Linked DNA regions of Zea mays: all the other regions are linked to region 1. Evidence: chromatin contacts called from public Hi-C data. All regions are on one chromosome and are shown on one strand. The core of a region is the stretch at or near the end of the contact, and the rest is flanking DNA. Distances in the headings are between cores, read along the strand shown.

Region 1 (4,209 bases), core at 815-3,314:
TGCAGGATGGCGGCGTGGCCATGCATGCGATGCGATGGGAGCGAGTACGCGCGCATGGGAATGGGACCAATGGAATCTTGGTGTTCCGACCTAAGCACGCTACACAAGTGCACACCTTGCTATATATCGATGGAGCAGCTAGATGACGTGAACATTTTTACGTGTCGTTCGTTGTCCATCCTGCTTCTACTGGCAGTTCGATTCGTTTCTCTAGCTCGATGCGCTTTGGCAATAATTAAGCATAGTTTTAGTCATCGTGTGTGTCTTGCTATAGATGCATCGATTTTACCCGAAGAATTGCAACAGCAGCTTAACAAATCCTGCGTTCTGACAAAACTACCGGCCGGCCTGCATGCATGCAGAGCTCGTCGACCAGCTAGCTGCAGCAGGGGTGACTGGGTGAGCAGTGAGCACGGTGGTTTCAAATGCCCGAGTTTTCTTCGCAGAAACTCACAAGCCGGCATCGAACATCAGCAACTGCCACGCGTCCACACCGGCCGGAACACAGCAGAGCGTGAGAACGCGATGCGACACCGTGCGGTGCACAGATCAATATTAGGCTGTGACAGTAGTGACGCCGGCAAGGCAAGGCAAGCGCGCTGGAACGGAAACGCTGTGGTAGTCGTCGTCGGACTGACGCCGATGGGCATGCGTGCATTGCGTCGCACAGATCATTAGGTTATTGAGGGGGGATGCGAACGGATACCTTGCTTGCGGGGTGCGAGCTCGCAAAGGCAAGCTTTAAAGCGCAAAGCAAACGACATTTGAATCCGGAAGAGGAAGAAGAGGCGACAGGGAGAGATGCTTCGGCTCTGCTATATCTGTCTCTTGTTTGCTCCCACACATGCCCCCCTTTCGAACCATGGCCATGGCCGGCCGGCTGGACCCACAAAAACATGCTTTTGAACAGTCCCAAGAAGAAGAAAAAAAATCTCACCCATAACGCCCGCCGCCATACATACGTACTGTACTCCGTACTACGTACATAGACTAGGAATCCGTTTTCGCCGTACGTACTTTTTGGAACTACGGCGCATATCTCAATGTCGCCGCCGCCGACGACGGTCGAAGCAGCGATCCGGTCAAGACGCATGGGCCCAGTTGGAGTGCGCTTTTTTCGGTCGGTTTTCTCGTCTCTGGCCTTTCCTCACTGGGACCGAAATATTCCACGTGGCCGGAGTGGTGTCGTCCTGGCTACGCATCACCACAATCCAAGCCACGTCACTCTGCCTTTCCGGCTAGGCGGCTAGCGTATTTGCTCAAACTGACATTCTGCCGTCTCGTAACGGTGACGCATCAAGTATTCTGATCCACTAGAGAGAGCTACTACAGTACCTCTCTTTATCCTACTAAGTAGCTAGAATATACATTTTTTTCTCTCTCTAAAAAAATTCCATGACATATTAAGAGCATAAACAAATGTTATGTATATCACTGTCATTTTTTTGTAACAAAATAAATGAAGAAATAAATTGGACCAGCACGCCACGCACACGCGCGCACAGCCGATCAATAGCCACTGGCCTGTGGATGGTGAGCAGCCAGCCAGCCAGTAGCGTAGGGGTAGGCTGGTGAAGTGAAGGGATGGATCATGGATGGCCGCCGAACCAGGACGGAGACGGACGGGCCCGGCCGACGACAACCGCGCACGCCTCGGGATGCGAACTGGCGGCGGGGGCCGCGCGGGCCTCAAGGAACCCAGCTGCGGGGACCGCCGGCAGCGCGGAAGCCGACGCGACGAGCTAGGCCGCCCGCCTTTCACTCTTCCGGCCTCCGTCTCTCTCTCTCTCCTCCCATCCTCTCCTCTCCTAGTCTCCCCTCCTGCCGGACGTGTCTCCACTGTCCACTCACCGCGCTCCAGTCCGCCACGCTGCCGGGCGCTGCTGGCCCCGACACCGTGGGCCAGCCCCGGCCCGTGGTGCGCGGAGCCCAGCAACATGCACGCAGCCACGCACCGGCACCGCCCGGCACGCTGCTGCCTGCTGCTGCCGCCTGCTAGCGCTTCTGTCGTACCAGTACTACTGCTGCGTTCCTCAGTTCCTTCCTCGCTCTCGATCTATCACCAAAACCCGCCTGCTAATCACTCCGGTGTGGGAGTTGGGGTTGGGTTCGGGCGCGCAACTTTTCCTCCCCTTCTTATTCACATCTCCTCACCAGCAGCCGCCGGCACCACCATCCATCCATCCATCCTCTCTTCTTCCTCTGCAAATCGATCGCCCGGCCTTCCGGTTTGTTTGCCGCTGCAAATCGATCGCGCGTCGCTCGATCGGTGCATCTATCGTCTCCTCCGACGTACCGTCCTCGCTGCGTACCTTCCAGTTCGTCGATCGACAACAAGGCAGGCACCAGCGGCAAGAAGGAATTTCAGTTAGTGCTCTATAATATGATCAGGTAGGGTAATCAATCAAGTAGTAGCTACTAGCTACCAGCTGTGTGTTTATACGTATTTCTTTTGGTGTGTGTCGTAGCTAGGTTTTGCGTGTTTGCTCGTTGATCTGTTTGGCAGCAGAGAAGTAGAACACACCTTGATCGTCGCTGCTCGTTGCTAGGTCGTAGTCAGATCATATTGCTGCTGGTGATCGACCGACGATGATGGCCGGGGCACCGCCGACGATGCACATCTGCATGGACTCCGACTGGCTCAAGGTACGTATATACCGTGACCACATACCTGGGTTCTTGTACTAACATATATAATTCCTTTCTGGCAGCTCACTAGCTCCTCTCTTTGTTGATCTCTGCGCTATATATCTCTTTAATTATCTGTTGTTTTTTTGTCATAACGTACTACTAAGTTGTATGTCTCTGCTCTCTCTACAATAATGGTTGTTTATTAGTGTAGACTTAATCTGATCAAAGGCAGTGAGATCGTAATAATAACCTTTATGAAACTACTATGATCGATCACAGGAGATATCCAATTAATAGGTCCACAAGGATCGTTATATCTTACTTAAACCAACAAAGAAACTAACCGATGAAACTCTGGAAGGATTATTGCTCACAAATATGTCGAAAAACACAAAGGAAACAACCACATAAACAGTATAATAAAGTGTACTGCACCTGCACTACCGTCAGATTCTTACCCATATATTAATTGCAAGCAAAAGCAACAAGAGAGATAAAGAGAGATCTGAACAAGTACATCTGATCTACATGGCTTTAACTTTAGAACACTGCAAAAGCCGTGTATATCGATCTCTTTGACTGTCGACATAACACGTGAAAAGAACAACGTGAATAAATATACTTGTCGATATTTTACCATAATTTTATTAGGGAAAACACTATTTTTTGTTAATGATAACTAGTAAGTAATAAGCACATATATGTATGAACGGTAGACGATGTTCTTATCATGTTATGTGTTTTCAAGCTTAATTAGACCAGATGTTACCTAGCAGCACGATGAGACCATTCTTCAAATACATGATGGCGCCATGGCGGACATGATGAACGAGCACAAGATTTTATGTAATCTCACTGACAATTCTATCTAGTACGAGTTTATAGGAAGTGCCTGCATAATGCATAAGAAATCAATAAAAAAACGAAACTACGCGCGCGCAAAGGATCAGATGTGTGGCGGCCAGGCAACAGAGACTGACCAACGTGATTTCAAAAGCTACGGATTCACCATTGGCAGATCAGAGATCTAGAAACTCTGATCTACATGATGCCTCCATCATGAAAACCATAATAATCTCTGGATCTTTTTGCACGCACCTCTTTCACGCATTCCGAGGCTTCCATTCTGTCACTGCACGGCTCATCATGATTTGCGATCACTATGCAACAAACGTGGTCTCGTGCTTTTCAGGGCATCGTCGTCCCCGAGGAGCCTGGGATGGGCGGATCGTCGTCCTCACCGTCAGCGGAACTGATCGCATGCCCTAGGCCGCCCATGCACGCCGCGGCGGCGGATCACCGGCGTCTGCGCCCGCAGCACGACCAGCCGCTCAAGTGCCCCCGGTGCGAGTCGACGCACACCAAGTTCTGCTACTACAACAACTACAGCCTCTCGCAGCCGCGCTACTTCTGCAAGACGTGCCGCCGCTACTGGACCAAGGGCGGCTCGCTCCGCAACGTCCCGGTCGGTGGGGGATGCCGCAAGAACAAGCGAGCCAGCGCCAAGAAGCATCCCGCCGCGACGCCGATGCAGCCACGGCACGTGGCGGAGACGGGCCTCCACCTGTCCTTCTCCGG
Region 2 (4,209 bases), core at 888-3,387, 180 kb before region 1:
GGCCATTTCTAACAACTCATTGTCTGTCAGAGACTGATCAGTACTCAAGACACCAATAAGACTACCATCTTCTCTTAATCTTCGTGTTATAGCACGTGTATCCACATCATCTGTCAAAAATGTAAATCCATGGTGAATTTAAATAATTCTTTGTTGCACACGTGTGACTGAGTCGTGAGAGAGAGAGAGAGATGTTAGCTTCTATCACTTACATACTCCCATGATGTTAGAGAGAGATGTTAGGTTCTATCACTTACATATTCCCATGATGTTCCTCTTAATCAGATACTTCTCAAGTGTTTCTTTGCATCGCCAGTTGGAAGTACTACAACAGAAAATATCATTTTAGCAGATAAAGAGAAGGTAGTTCTTTTAAAATGACAAAAAACAAAACCAAAGGGAAAAAACCAACCATATGCTTAGATTTCTTATGATTAAGCCACCAAGAAAACATTGGTTTGATTCTTCATCATCTGTAAGAGCATTATACTTCATTTCATGCTAAATTGTCAAAAAAAAAAGGCATATTAAATCTCTCAAGTAGAGAAGTAACAAACCAGGATTAACGCCAGTGTTCCCAATATGAGGATTGGTCATTAGGACAAACTGACCAGCATAACTTGGATCGGTCAAAATCTCCTGATAGCTGCAACCACAAATGTGCCATGTAAGTAACAATTCTTAGTCCTACCTAGAATTATGGTGCATAATCATCAACATAACTGCATCGACAAGTCATGTTCAATAGTACAGAAAGGTTTGTCGAGGAAGTGCAGCACTATGAATGTTAAAACTAGTACAATCTCTGTCAAACAATAAGCCAAAAAATCTAGCTATTATAACAAGCCTAACTTCTAACGACTTAACAATCTCTCTATCTCCACTTCTCCAGAGCCCAATGCCTCCGCTGAATATGATGAATAATATTATCTCCCCAGGTTGTCTCACCTCAATGAAGTTCTCCCGCTCACTCACCCCTCTTCTTGCAAGAACAACCAAAATTCAGCAATTGATCCCAAACAATTCTGTCACATCAAATTTGATGTAAACGGAAGCTTGTAACACTGAAATTTCCAGGTACAATGAGCTGACTGTAAGCTGGAACCAAATTTATAGTCATTTGTTTTCATTTGCTTCATATAACTATATGACTAAACTAAATCAATATGTGATACAGGTACAGTGAAATCGGGGAGGTTTGTTAGGTTACAGGAGTAAGTGCGCCCGCGCCCCAATCAAATATCTAAAGTCCTAGTATGAGGATTGCCTGTTTGACTGAGAAAACAAATAATAACCAACCAAGAGATGCGAAACATACCACCACTCAGATAAACAATAACCAAAAGACATGCAAAACATCGCCCCACTTAGACAAAAGCGTAACTCAGTCCAAAATGATTTACCCTGTCAGTGATGTGTTGAAAACAACTTCACCAACTTGTGTTCCTGAAGCACCAAAAGACTTGGCCGTCCACACTGATCCATCTTCCAGGACAAGACGAGCATCACTGAGCTTCCACGGCCTTTCCGCTGCATGGAGATTTCAAAAATAGTGAAACCAGAAATAATAGAGCTCTTAAATTGTAAGGTACATAATTGATGAATCGTGCTACAAAATCCCAAGCGCATACTCCACGTGCCGACTGCCGAATACAAAACTTGATATCTGAACAGCTAGTAAAGACAACCCACCTCCATCATCCGCAATGCAGGCCCTCTGCAGGCCAGTGGCAACCTGCATGGAAGAACACAGAACAGCTTAATCCCATAGGGGTAAAACAATCTGTGGCTTATAAATATGGGATTCAGAATCCCATGGGAGCATGGGATTTGGATGAGACGATTGCAAAGGTTTTTTTAAGCACCATACTCCACACAAACCAAACTAGTAAAGGAAGTCACTGGCGCTCAGTAGAGTAGCCAAATCTGCGGAAACGAAAATCTTGTCCGACGCTCACCTTGGCACGGATGCTGAGGACGCGGCTCCCACTTTGCCGGAGGCCAGTCGCAGGAGCCGAGAGGACAAACGAGCTGGAGCTCCGCTCGGCAGCCCAGCACGACTTGGCGACGGACAGACATCGGGCGGTCGCGGGAGCCGTGGCCGGAGGCGCCGCCATCGTAGAGTGCAGACTGAGGCAGGGACGGACCAATTTTTTCGCAAGGGGACTAGTTTTTAAGTGAGGGTTCGGGTGCAGGGGTTCGCACGGCGAGATAATTGCCATTATGGAAGAAGACAGAAGGGGTGGCGTTGGTGTTGGCTTCTCTGTTTTGGAGACGCAGCGGACAGACTATTTCTGATATGGACAACAAACAGAGATTTACGTCTGGCGTCAATATTAAATTCACTTCGTGCTCACGCCGTCAAAAACCTGGCGCCACTGTTTCTTGTTGACGCTGGCTGCTTTCCCATCTAGAAACCCTAGCCGCCGTTTCCTGTTCCTGCGGCCTGCTTCCCCAATCCAGGAACCTAGCGGCGGATGGGCTTTGGGGGGAAGAGCGGCGGCGAGCTGTCGTGGCCGTGGCAGTTCACGCCGTTCCAGAAGCTGAGCTTCTCCGTGGACCAGGTGGTGAGGAGCCTGGTGGACGCCAACATCATCGGCAAGGGCTGCTATGGCGTGGTGGTGCTGGAAGTGCTGACGGGGAAGCAGCCGATCGACCCGACGATCCCAGACGGCCTGCACGTGGTGGACTGGGTGCGGCGGTGCAGGGACCGCGCCGGCGTGCTCGATCCGGCGCTCCGGCGACGGTCGAGTTCAGAGGTGGAGGAGATGCTGCAGGTGATGGGAGTGGTGCTGCTGTGCGTGAGCGCGGCGCCGGACGACCGCCGGACGATGAAGGACGTGGCGGCCATGCTCAAGGAGATCTGATTCCGCAACGGAGAAGAAGACGACGCCAAACGACGTCTGAGCTCGGCGACGGTAAATGGTGAAAGGACACTAATATCTGTTGTGCAGCCCTAATTGAGTGTCTTGTATCCATTTTAGAGTTTGTCTGTCAGCTGCGTCTCCAAAACAGAGAAGCCAACGCCAACGCCTCCATTTCGTCGAAACCCCCTCTCTTCTTCCATAATGGCAATTATCTCTCGCACGGCAGGAAGAGAATACCTGATCTGTGTTCGTCGCCCGGTGAATAGGACTCACAAAATAATCCTTATAAATTAACTTAAAACGAAACCGAAATCATCCTTATAAATTTTGATTCATATTTCAGAAAACCAAAACAAATGAGATACTTTCTGTTCTAGATTAAAAAACTGAATTAACCGAAAACCGAAATATAATTGTCGGCGTTTCGAACCCGAGGGTTTCTGGACCGACGAGTAAATTGTCGCCGCGTGCCCCAGCCCAGATGGGTCGGCGCGAGACGGAGCGCGAAGGGGGAAGAAGCCGGAGGGGGACAGGCGTAAAAGGGGAAACCCGCGGCCTTCGTGTTTGTCCCGCGCTCAGGTCGGGTGCGCTTGCAGTAGGGGGTTACAAGCGTCCGCGCGGGAGGGAGCGAGAGGCCTAAGCGCGTGCCGTCCCGTCCTTCCCCGCGCGGCCAACCCTCTGTAAGAGGGCCCTGGACCTTCCTTTTATAGGCGTAAGGAGAGGATCCAGGTGTACAATGGGGGGTGTAGCAATGTGCTAACGTGTCTAGCAGAGAAGAGCTAGTGCCCTGAGTACATGCCATCGTGGCAGCCGGAGAGGTTTTGGCACCCGGTTTGTGTGGTGTCATGGCCGTCGGAGGAGCGCTGGAGCCTGGCAGAAGGACAGCTGTCGGGGTTGTCGAGTCCTTGCTGACGTCCCCTTGCTTCCGTAAGGGGGCTGAGAGCCGCCGTCGTCATAGAGCATGTGGGGCGCCATCATTACTTGTTTACCGGGGCGAGCCAGATGGGACGCCGGTCTTGTTCCCCGTAGCCTGAGTTAGCTTGAGGTAGGGTAATGATGGCGCCTCCTGTGACGTGGTCGGTCCGAGCCCTGGGTTGGGCGAGGTGGAGGCTCCTCCGAGGTCGAGGTCGAGTCTGTCTTCCGAGGCCGAGGTCGAGTCCGAGCCCCTGGATTGGGCGAGGCAGAGACCGTCGGCTGAGGCCAGGGCTGAGTCCGAGCCCTGGGGTCGGGCGATGCGGAGTTCGTCGTCTTCCGGGGCTGAGCCCGAGTCCGAGACCTGGGGTCGGGCGAAGCGGAGTTCGTCGTCTTCTGGGGCTGAGCCCGAGTCCGAGCCCTGGGGTCG
Region 3 (4,209 bases), core at 1,273-3,772, 150 kb after region 1:
TCGTCCACCTGAAGCCCAACCTGCCACATAAGTCGCTACTGACCGGACATGAATTCTTGTGCGCTGGGATGATGGACGTTGCTGACGTTGTGTGAGTGTCCTCGAACATGATGTATGTAGTGGAATAGCGCATCCGGTGGTGCAACGGCCAAGGGTACTACCTCGTTGATGAGCACGGGGTGCACTTCGTTTGGCAGCCCAACCAAGAGTCATCGGTACTCGTCATGTCGCGTGCGTTCGATGACTACTATATCGAGGATTGTGGCATCATCTTGGCGCCGGAGGTGACACAGAGGAGGATCGACAACAGTGACCAGTTTGTCATCCTCGTCACCGTCAGGGTAGCTTTTGTGTCGGCCTGCCTTTAATTCTCTTCGCAAACACATACACACTTACCTTTTTGTTTAAGCAAGAGCATATGGTGGTGCGTGTCTGATGACTAATGATGTACGAGGAAATTTTTCCGGCATGTGTGGAACGTGCTCTCCAATGATGAGATCATACAAATCATGACATATATCGAAGTCTGCATGATACTGATTATTGCAATGTAGTGGTGAAATAATTAGATTAAAATAACAAAATTTATGTATGGTTAGGATCACAAATTGATTATGAAACATTTTCTCATAACAATATAACACACATTTTGTATATAAGTTATCGTAGTATACTGGTATTATATATTCCCGTTGCAACGCACGGGCATTCAGCTAATATATATATATATATATATATATATATATATATATATATATATATATATATATATATATATATATATATATATATATATATATATATATATATATATATATATACTATATTTGCATTCTTTTAGAAATAGTCTTAGACACCACGTATGTAAACCAAACACGTTTGGCCGTATCTGTACATGTAACAATCCTTGGCTGTGACTGTGAGTGACACAGCTGACAGCCCCCCTCTAGCAAAGGCCGGCGGCCGGGACGCAGAGGCAGAGTGTCATACTGTCATCATGCATGCATGCATGCATGTATGTGTGAGCACTTGTTGGCAGCGGGGAAGACAGCTGTGTGGTGCACTGCTTGCATGCATGCCAAATTGCAGTAGTAGTATGTGTGTGTGTGTGTGTGTGTGTGTGAAACACTGACTGACACCAGTACACACGCCGGCTCGATCGCCAACCGCGCGCCTTTCCCCCCTTGCTGGCGACGACTAGGCATCTGAAGCGAAACAAACGGACAGTAAATTAGAGGAAGAAAATAAAGACAAGCTAGTAGAAAGAGAGATGGAAACTGCAACGCCGCCCAGGCACTCAGGCAGTGAGGGCTGAGGAGACGAGGTGTGGAAGTGGAACTTGAAAGCGAAGCCGTGGAAGGAAGAAGAGGGCCGGGGATGGAAGCATGACAGAGGGCATCGATGGTATGTATGGTAGTGGCAGACCGTGGCACACCCAAATGACGACGGTGTTCGCCAAAGGGACCCCAGCGTCCTCAATTCCCAAAGCTGTGTCCGGCATCCGATGACCGTTCTGCCCCTAGCTAGCTAGGCGTTGTTGTTGGTGCGTGAAACCCCCCATGTACGACAGGTAGGCTATAGACCCCCCTAGCTAGCTACTGGTGGCTTCGTGCTTTGGGAATATGGTAGGAGATACTATAGCTTGGATTTTAGGGTGCCCTGGCGGCCTGCTCGTACGGCAGGTCGTCGTCGATGGTTCAAGAAAATTTAAATGGGGAGATCTTTACTGCTACACCCCTGAAAGAACGAACCCACATGTCAAGCAACTGCAGTAATGCGAGCTTACCTATCCTTTATCTCGTCACATTTCTTATTTCAGACTTCACTGCAGTAAGGTCTGCTAGCAATGCAAGTGTGGATTTTGAGGTCAGTTGCTTGATCAGGTGAAGGTTTTGAAAAAAAAAAACAGGGACACTGTCATATTTTTACCATACGTACAGTACAGGGCGCCGGTACTGGTACTAGCAGCTGATGAGTTCAGAGGGGAGCGCGTAAATGCAGCAGGAGGTGCGAGGCAGTACGTAGGAGACACGCATGGATGTACTTGGAGTAAATACCACACAGCTGCACTTATTGCGGGTGTGGTGAGTAGGTCACTGCCACCCGGCACAACTTGTAAACAGGAGCCCGGCCAGTTGAGTGCAATTAAGCAAAACTACTGTACTGTTCGCTGCTTCGGATCATAGTCAGTTTTTCGAACTATTACTACTACAGATACAATCTATATAGATACAATCTATAGAGAAAACGGTACGGTTCAAAGCCAAACCTAGAACAGAGAGTGACAATGAGGAGGAGAGGTGGTGGTAGCAGGCCGGCCGGTAGGCCATAGTGCAGGTGTGGGAGGGGGTGAAACATGGCCCTGTCGGTCGGTGGGCATGGCCTTCTCCTCCGTCACTCTCACCATTGGCCTTGGCCTTGTGGGGGAGTGGTAGACTACCTATAGACTCATTCAAACACACACCCAATAACCCAAGCCAAGACAAGGCTGCCTAGGCAGTAGGCACTCGCTCGGTTTCTCTCCAGCCCGTGTCACCACCACCTCCTCTTCCCCTTCCTCTCTCTCTCTCTCTCCCGCTGCTGCTGCTGTTCCCTTCTTCCTCCCTGGCCTCGGTCCCTTCAGGGTGCATCTGCATGCATAGATGGATGATGGACGGAAAAGATGGATTTGTTTGCCCTCTAGCTAGCTCTCCATGCCAAAACATTCCCCACTTTGTGCCAAAACTGTTGTTGCGGTTGGTATGGTTTAGTGCATTTTTACCACTCTCTTGTAATGATCTAGCTTAATTAGCTCTACCAAGCAATACAATCGCCACCACACCACCGTCTCCTCCTCCCATCCCCCAAGAAACCCTTTTCCTAGCTCTAAAAAAAGAGCCCACCAAACCCTGCGAGCCCCCAACCAAGCTCGGTAGCCGAAGCCATGGAGTACAAGAGATCATCGCATGTGGAGGATGAAGACGAGGATGAGCTGGAGGAGGAGGAGGAAGAAGACGAGGAAGAGGAGGAGGACGAGGATGAGGAGGCCAGAAGCCATCGCTACACCACGGCGGCGGCGGCACCCTTAGGCACTCCACAGCAGCAGGAGGTGCAAGCCCAAGCTCTTGGGCTCGGCTCGCACGCCTCCCTGATGGACTCCGCCGCCTTCTCGAGGCCGCTCTTGCCTCCCAACTCATCTCTGGTGACGCAGCCACCGCTGCCTCCACCAGGCTTCCTGCCGGCTCACCGCCAGCCGCCGCAGCTCCATCCGAGGAAAGCGGAGAGGGAGAGGGAGAGGGACAGAGCCGCGGGAGCGCAGCAGCCCCAGCTCCGGCGCCACCAAGAACCAGTGAGGAATAATAATGGCGTTCTCGGCGGCGGCGGTGGCGCCGCGCCCCCATCGGCGGCCTCTTCTACGTTCGGCCTCGCGTCCGTGCGGCCCGTGGTGGAGGCACCCCAGTGGCGGTACCGTGAGTGCCTGCGCAACCACGCGGCGCGGCTTGGCGCGCACGTGCTCGACGGCTGCTGCGAGTTCATGCCGTCCGGGAGCGACGGGGCCGCCGCGCTGGCCTGCGCCGCCTGCGGCTGCCACCGCAGCTTCCACCGACGCGAGGCGATCCCCGGCGGCGTTGCCGCCGCGGCGGCGGTGGTATCGCCCTCGGCGGTGCCGGTGGTGACCCCCACAGCCCGCGCCAGCGCCAACTCGTCCCGTGTCATGCCGCTGCTCATGGCCCCGCCGCACATGCATACGCGCCCGCCGCACGTCCCGGCGTCCCCGGCGTCCGCGCCCGCCGCGCTGACCGAGTCGTCGAGCGAGGAGCTGCGAGGCCACGCGCCCGCGCACCCGGCCGCGCCGCCGCCGCCGCCGCCACACGCGCAGGTGGTGGCCCTAGCGGGGTCGGCTTCCGCTCCCCCGGCGCCGAGCAAGAAGCGTTTCCGGACCAAGTTCACGGCGGAGCAGAAGGACCGCATGCGCGAGTTCGCGCACCGCGTCGGCTGGCGCATCCACAAGCCCGACGCCGACGCCGTGGACGTCTTCTGCGCCCAGGTCGGCGTCTCCCGGCGCGTCCTCAAGGTGTGGATGCACAACAACAAGCACCTCGCCAAGGTCCCGCCCTCGCCCCCATCCTCCCAGGCCCAGGCCCAGGCCCAGCCCCCGCCGCCGCCGCAGCAGCATCGCCACCACAACCACCACCCACCTCCACCTCCGCCGCACCACATCCACCATCA

What was found. Hi-C and Micro-C count contacts between places; a contact is called where the count stands out from the background.
Region 2: a contact with region 1 is called in a Hi-C map of ear, with 3 times the contacts expected there. The contact joins the promoter of LOC100193467 here to the promoter of LOC100193142 in region 1. A contact is called at or near these places in 3 of 25 Hi-C or Micro-C datasets (ear, endosperm and tassel).
Region 3: a Hi-C map of bundle sheath shows a contact between it and region 1, with 3 times the contacts expected there. The contact joins the promoter of LOC100281453 here to the promoter of LOC100193142 in region 1. A contact is called at or near these places in 8 of 25 Hi-C or Micro-C datasets (bundle sheath, ear, leaf and 1 more).

Annotation. Positions count from the first base shown.
Region 1 is chr4:165,438,194-165,442,402 of Zm-B73-REFERENCE-NAM-5.0, reverse strand. It overlaps LOC100193142 (Dof zinc finger protein DOF2.1), which reads left to right and starts at 2,064. Exons shown (of 3, transcript NM_001138300.1): 1 at 2,064-2,391; 2 at 2,550-2,646; 3 at 3,824-4,209. The coding sequence starts at 2,590.
Region 2 is chr4:165,621,817-165,626,025 of Zm-B73-REFERENCE-NAM-5.0, reverse strand. LOC100193467 reads right to left here and starts at 2,137. Exons shown (of 11, transcript NM_001138583.1): 1 at 1,959-2,137; 2 at 1,693-1,735; 3 at 1,404-1,530; 4 at 558-646; 5 at 413-473; 6 at 258-325; 7 at 1-110. The coding sequence starts at 2,117.
Region 3 is chr4:165,285,918-165,290,126 of Zm-B73-REFERENCE-NAM-5.0, reverse strand. LOC100281453 (zinc finger homeodomain protein 1) reads left to right here and starts at 2,522. Exons shown (of 1, transcript NM_001154371.2): 1 at 2,522-4,209. The coding sequence starts at 2,924.